2 separate regions of the Mus musculus genome follow, and region 2 is linked to region 1. A link is a contact called in public Hi-C data. All regions are on one chromosome and are shown on one strand. The core of a region is the stretch at or near the end of the contact, and the rest is flanking DNA. Distances in the headings are between cores, read along the strand shown.

What was found. A called contact is a pair of places that touch in the nucleus more often than the background predicts.
Region 2: a Hi-C map of uterus shows a contact between it and region 1, with 5 times the contacts expected there. The contact joins two enhancer-like sites. A contact is called at or near these places in 5 of 484 Hi-C or Micro-C datasets (the HPC-7 cell line, nephron progenitors and uterus) and 2 of 115 datasets of contacts at active chromatin or transcription factors (heart atrium and large pre-B cells).

What each region holds. Positions count from the first base shown.
Region 1 is chr7:113,790,700-113,794,312 of GRCm38.p6, reverse strand. The region is part of intron 2 of Spon1 (spondin 1, (f-spondin) extracellular matrix protein); the gene reads right to left. Among named protein-coding and RNA genes, the nearest start is that of Spon1, 27 kb to the right of the region's middle. Within about 2 kb of position 2,057, at least 24 of the 459 cell types and tissues checked have an H3K27ac peak or open chromatin away from gene starts, as enhancers often do. A contact at or near this core is called in uterus, where this site is marked.
Region 2 is chr7:113,961,013-113,964,785 of GRCm38.p6, reverse strand. The region is part of intron 6 of Spon1 (spondin 1, (f-spondin) extracellular matrix protein); the gene reads right to left. Among named protein-coding and RNA genes, the nearest start is that of Gm51454, 74 kb to the left of the region's middle. Within about 2 kb of position 2,460, at least 55 of the 459 cell types and tissues checked have an H3K27ac peak or open chromatin away from gene starts, as enhancers often do. A contact at or near this core is called in uterus, where this site is marked.

The DNA.
Region 1 (3,613 bases), core at 808-3,307:
TCTTATACAACCCAGGACTACCTTCCCAGGGGTGACACTGCCCACAATGGGCTGGGTACCTCCACACCAATCATTCAACAAGAAAATGTCCCAGGGACTTGCCTACAAGCCAATCTGATAGAGGCATTTTCTTAATGGAGGTTTTCTTTCACCAGATGACCTTTGCTGTATGTGATGGTTTGAATGAGAATGGTCTCCATAGGTTTGTATGTTTGCATGCTTAGTTCCCCCAGTTGGTGGAACTATTTGAGAGGGTTTAGGAGGTATGGCTTTGTTGGATGAGGTTTGTCAAGATGTATCAAGTTGATGAAAAACTAAGTATTGCAGAAGATATCTGAGAGAAGATAAATTAGTGTTTTGTGACAAAGATTTGCTGAGCTCTGATGGTGTGTAAGACCCGAACTCCACATCAAACACATTATCCTGAAAGAAATCAACAGCTCCTAGTCTCATGGAACTTCCAGCAGAGAGGAACAGAATTAAAATACTGTAGGAAACCAATAGAAAAGAGGTACCCACAATGCTAGTGTGGGTGTGCAAACTTTTGCCCAGTCATAATCTGATCCCCACTTCCAGTGGAACAGCTCTGAGGTTGTTGCTAAAAATCGGTGACTGAGCCAGATGTGGTCCACATCTGTAATCTCAGCACTTAGGAAGTGTCTCTTATGACAGTTCGTTCAGCATCACAACTCAACGGAAATGCTTTCTACCATTTGAATTCCCAAAGGGAAGGGTGGTCCTAGCAATGTTACCAGTCCTTGGCCCATTAGTTTTTGTTGTTGTGTTGTTGCTGTTTTTCTTTTTTAAACAAAAAAACCTTTACTGTGACCTGTCAGAAATATCTAGGGAAGCATTAAAACGTGATGGGTCTTCACACAGAGTGACTGAAGGCCTTCACATGCATTCCTCTATTGCTCCTCTTCTCCAGCTACAAAATTTTTTCCTCCTTAAAATATACCTCAAAAGTTATCATCTTCCTAAAATTTTTTCTGCCCTTCAACTTTCTATAAATGACAATTTTTAAAAGATGTATCTTATTTTTCAGTACATGTATGAACGTGTGTGTGTGTGTGTGTGTGTGTGTGTGTCTTCCTTTAATTAGGGTTGCTTGTGTGAGGATGGGTGGGAGGTAAGTGCCTCCCCCTCTTCTGTAGCCATGAACTACCAATGGCTCCTTGCAGAAGAACAGGACCTCCCAAGCTCCTCCCCCATCCATGATTGACAAGCCCAATCTCAATTAGGTCTTATTCGAGTAGCCACAGCTGCTGTGAGGTCACAGGGCAGCAGCCCAGTCCAGACCAGAAGGCAACATCTTACATTACCCTTTTCTTCAGGATTGGTTGGCTAATGTAATGAGAAGAAAATTTCTTATAAATACAAGGACTATGCCTGAGAATAAGTGTGCGATACTATTTCAGCTTTAGACAAATATGTCAAAACTTCTTTTGGGGTTCTAAAATGGTTCAGAACCCATTCGTTGTTAATAAACTTTTATTGTTGGTGATGAGGTCGTGGAAAGTTTTAAGAATAAGAATTTGAGTCTTGTTTGCAGGAGTTGGGGCTCATCTCAGGCAAATGTTCCTGAGACTTTCACTATTTGACTAACTGACACTCACAGGTCCTGAGTCAAACAGAAAGATTACCATCTTGAACTTCAGTGCAAACAGTGTGCTTAAAAATCTGTCAATAAATATGTGAGTGTCCAAGCCTGTGCTGGGCAGATTTGTTGAGGGTGGAGAATACAGTAACAGAGGAGATAAATAAAACCCCATCTCGTGGGAGGCATGGTGGAAGGGACAGACAGTGCACATATCTGCAAGAGAAACAGGCAGGGCAGTCTGTCGTTGCTAATAAACACCAAGAGTAGGTGCAGACAGAAAACAAAGAATCCAGCTCAGGGTCAAGGTGGCAGGGCAGTGTAGCTTTAAATGGGGTGATCAGGACCCAGCTCCTTTGGAAAAGGACATCTGGGGCTGAGACAAGGCAAGAGTGAGCTGGACTGTGTTCTGGGCCAGGGACCAGGGAGCAGTTTGTTTTTAGTGAGCTGAATTGTGAAGACTGGCGAGTTACTTTTGTACAGACAGTACGGTCTCTGAACTCCTTGTCACTTGCAATTAACCATGAGTACACCCAGCTAGCTCATAAAAAGATCCAGTGTCTCTCCCGCTCTGGCAGCTAGACACCGTCATGTGCCAATGCCACCACCCTGGAACCCACTGCTGGAGCAGAGGAGGGACCCCACCCCTTCTCTGGGACATCTGCAGGAGCCAGCAGAGCAGTAACCCTTGCTGTCCCCTTTCTTCCCCGCTAAGCCCAAAGCAGCTCCATTGCTTCCGTTGCTCTTATGCATGGTGGTCGAGTCTATGTTTTCTGCTAAGCCCTCAGACATTTAGAAGCATAACAAGCCATCTGAGACCCCTTTAGAACCAGGAAGATGTGGTCAGCGAGATGGCTCAGCAGGTAATAATGGTGCTTGCTACTAAGCCTGATGACCTTTTCGATACCCAGCCCAACTATGAAGGAGAGAACTGAGTCCTGCAAGTTGCCCTCTGACCTCCACGTGTGTGCAGAGGTGTATATACTCGACCTTATCCCCTCCACACACACATAAGTAAATATTCTTTAAAATATTTAAACGAACTAAGTATGTGGACTTTATCTAGATTTACACAGACTTGTAAGATTTCTTTTTTTGTGTGTGTGAGTGTTCTGTCTACATGTATGTATGTGCAGAACATATGTGCCTGGTGCCCACAGAAGGCATGGGATTCCCTAGGATTGAAGTTACAGAGAGTTGTGAGCTGCTATGTGGGTGCTGTGAACAAACCTGGGTCTTCTGCAAGTGGATCGAGTGCTCTTAAGTGCAGAGCCATCTCTCCAACCTCAGTTTACCCAAGTTTTGCAGTTATTAAGTACTCCAGGGAGTTTCCAGGGATGGAAATGTATATTTAGCTACTTTTAAAATGCCATTTTCAAAAAAACAATGTCATTTTCAAAAATGGCAGCAGTGCTTGTAATTTGTGTATTCCTATTCTAGTGGGTGTCTTGACTCCTTGTTCTACCTGTCAACTGCAGAGGCTGACTTGACTGGACGATGGCAAGGAGGGTACAGTGAGTGTCACCAGGTCAGGACAATCTCAGCTTGTCCTACCACTGTCCCCAATGCTCAGTCAGTGCATGGCGCAGGAAGCACCCTGTGATACCAAAATGAATGAATGAATGAATGAATGAATGAACCGAGTCAATGAAAGATGACACTTTTCAAATGTGTCCACACTACAGGAGAGGTCCAATGGGGATCTGGTCTATGATCCCCCTCCTAACCTCAGAAACCAGGAGAACCGATTGTGTTTGAATGGTTCAAAGGCATGACAAGAGTGAAGACATTCACTGTGAGAAAAAAATATTAGTCCAGCATGTGGAGCCTTGAGGTGCTGGCTTGCTTTGACTTAATTCCAGGAAGGTTCAGTCTTATCTTGTGAGGAATGGTAATACCAACCCTGACTTCAGAAAGTTGCCACAAAAATTAAGAAGAAATTGGCAATATCAGGCACCCTGCACATACACCACTGCCGTAAAAACAATTCAAAAACAAACAAACAAACAACAACAG
Region 2 (3,773 bases), core at 1,211-3,710, 170 kb before region 1:
GCTCTCTGAAGAACTTCCAGATCATCTGTTATGGGCAAAACATGCAAGAGATCTGGCCCTGTAGTATCCCAAGTAGGGAAAGCCTCTACTTTAAAGACTTTAAACATACAATGTATCTGTTTCCCACAACTTGCTACTGGCATGTTCAGCATTTTTACAGACATTTTTACAACTTGCTCTTTCCCTGCAGAACTCAACATGTGGTTGCTATGCTCATGTCCAGTGGCTACCCAAACCTGATGTGAGGCCACTTTCAGCCTCTAATGCCTTTGATTTTTCTGTGACTTTATGAGACCTACGCTTCTGATTGCCTTTGTCCTTTTGTTTGCTACCTTAAAAAAAACTAAACCAATGAAAGCAAAATATAATAAAATCCCCCAATAATTACATAAAGATGCTATACAAACTTCATGGCTGGCTGGCATTTGCCGCTTGGAAGGCAGTTCAGAGGGGCCAAATGTTTCATGCATGAAAACAAAGATTATTTGAAAGTTGAATACATAAAAAGGCAAGTTGCCTTGGATCTTGGATGCCTCTTGTCTGACTCTTATGGCTTTTGTAATCGGCATAATTTTGGCAAAAAAAAAAAAAAAAGTAGACTTCCAGCTGTTTCAAGTCACAGATGTATTCTTTTTTGGGGTTGCTCTAAAAATATGTACAGACTGTTTCCTTACGTTTTAAATCAGGATTCTCTTGATGGATTTTTGCTTTGATTTGGAATCTGTTGGTCCAGGGCTGTTGAGAGTGATCTGGATACTAACTTCGTCTGGAAGAAAACTTCCAGAGCCATAAAGCCAGGCCGCCTTTGCTGTCTCTCCACTTCCATTTGGTAATTCACGCTGTGTGCCCAGACCCAGAAGTTGACAAAGAACAAAGTGTGCCTGGCTGTTTTAAGAGTGGGGGGAGGAGAGAGATTCCTCTACATTAAGGGAGGAAGAGGGTGTGAGAAGACTGGTCATAAATTAGGGAAAATGTTTAAGCTGTCAATATATAACCCTTTGTCTGTCACTCTTATATATGGACTCACCCCAGGCAGACACTGGTTCATATCCATCTAAGTCCTGTCCCCACTGGGGACACGTGGAGCAAGAGTTGAAAACCCAGCCTGTGACTATTGTGGGACACCTGAGAGACAACAGAGGACCCTGACAAAGAAGGGTGGACAATATCATCTGGAGAAGAAAGTGAAGACCCAGATGCTTGAAAGAGGGACAGGAGATGAGATATGGGGGAGACGGTTGAACTGGTGGGAAGGAACCAAGCCCTGGAGCCAGCAGGCAGGGACACGGCCCAGTGTCCCTCTTGCTCTCTGGTTTGGACAAGAAAGCTGCTGCTGTGTGTGCTCTGTGCTCAGGAGTTACCCTCATGCGTCAAATGGCAGTGGTAACATGTCTGCTTTATGCAGGGTTAAAGGGAAGGATCCTAACATGGTACTGAATGCCTAGCAGGAGATCAAAGCATCAGTAAGTCGTGACAGTGATCATGGACTCCATGGAGACAGGATTTTTAAAAAATTAGTGCTAATGGACAGATGTGAGAGATATTTTACAATATCACAAATTGGGGGCATATGAACCAGGACAATAGTTGCTTTGCCTATAAGATTAGAAAAAATAAAAGAGGGGATTTCCAGAACTGGTAGGGGCAGGGGACGGACACTTGGACATGCCATTGTATGAGAATGGCCTGTTTGGGAACTATTTGGTAATATCTATGATAGCTGAAAAGGACAAATACTCATGAACTCAACTATTCGACTTCTGGAAACTCATTATGAATAAGTAAAAAAACAGGTAAACACACATAAGTAGATATTATGAATGTTTACCGCATAACTGTTTATAGCAGCAGTGGCACAAAATTGAAGACGACCTAAATGTCTATCAGTCAGAGAAAGTAGAACATAGCACAGGGTTCCCTGCAGTGGAGTATAAGAATGAGACAGAGCGGTGTTTGGAAAGCTATCCATAAGAGTACATAAAGTAAAATAAAGTAGTATGCTGCCCAGCAAGTATAGCGCTGCTCTATCATTGTAAAAATGTCCTATACATAGATAGATACCAACATCTGTGTAAATGTGATAAAGGGTTAGAGATGACACATACCTAGCTGAGAAGGGGACCACTATTCAGGGTTAGAAGGTAATATGAGAACTGGCTAATACTCTTTAAAAAATAATATATACGTTATTTGTAGCAACAGGAGTCTCCCATGTATCCCAGCACACAGTGAGAACAAGTCAAAATAATGATATAATGATTGATAATTGTTCAATCAGTGATGGAGCACCAAACCATGACTTTCTTATCTGCTTCTGAAATGGCCCTAGCTTGCACAGCTGCTGAAGGAGGCCTAGGCATAGGCCCCTCCCTGGTCTCTGGACAGCTTGTTCTATGCTCTTTTAGGGAGGTTCACACAGGGTTTCAAGCACACGCTGACCTGGGCCACTGTGATCCAGATGTTGGCTAGGACAGGAAAAACCCAATTGTGAAACTGTCCTCAGAGTTCAAAGTGCTGAGCCCAAATGCTACCCTGTGCGTGCCAAGGCCCCGGCATTGCAAAATGCACGTAGTTATACAAACTCAAGAAAACCAAATGTTCTTCCTCCCAGTGTTATCAGAAGAATTCCAGCTCATGGATTAAGATAGCATCAAGTGACATTCCTGGATGCTTTCCCCTGTCTAACTGCCCATGTTTCCAGAGAGACAGCTGCTGGTTTTTGAAAGGATGTCATTTCATAAATTTCAGTCCTCTCTTGTGGAAGTTCACAAAGCATTTAAGGCCTCAAGACTCGGTGTCTAAGTGGGCTTCAAAAATCAGCTTAAACATCAAACTGTTCCTTCCCATTATGTTCACTTGATCAGACAAATTCTAGACATCTGAGAAGATGTGCTCTCTGACTTAGAAGGATTTAATGGATTGAGGTGGCAATAGCAAGGAAGGGGCTGGAAGTAGGATGGCAGCAGGGATGGGAGGTGGGGCCAGAGCTGAGAAGATGCCAGGAAGCCTCTGGAGGCAGAGAGCTGAGCCAAGGACACCCAGGCTTGGAGAGATACTCAGCCTCTGCAGAGGGCTTAGGCAGCAGGGTAGAAAGCTAGGTCTGTGGCAGTGGGCTTAGGCACAAGGCCAACGGGAATTGCCCAGATGGCAGGACTCTGAGTGGATATGATCTCTAGCAGGAGAGAGCACGTGGGAAACCATGCAGAAGAAAGGGGCTGGAGACTTGACAGAGAAGACAATGTTTGCTCCTTGATTCACCTTCCATGTCAGCTCTGTTTGACGTAGGGGCTAAAGCATTTTTTAGATCCTTAACAAGATTGCAGAGGGACTCTATAGTCATCTCATGGACGTGCAGGCTGCCTCTAATTTCTATTAGGACCATCCACACAGCAAACCTTCCTGTGCATTGGACTCTTCCTGTATTGAGGACGATTTCCTAAGAATAGATTCTGAGAAGTGGAACAACTGGGTCAAAGGAAAGGAACATATTTTATGTGTCTTAATATACAGTGGAGAGCATTTGGAGAGCCAAATTGCTTTCCAAAAGGTTGGTTGAACCCAATCGCTTTCATTTCAAACAAGATTTTATGGGTGATTATGCAGGCCTTTAATGAGATGTTTGGCTCAGAAATGATAGTACAAAATCTGACATTTATTCTGTGCTAATCATAGCTTTTCTACCCGTGCTCTTATTTAATCCTCACAACAAGGCAGTGTGACAGACATTGTTCTGCTGGTTTCACAGATGAGGAGACAAGCTCACTGAGATTAAG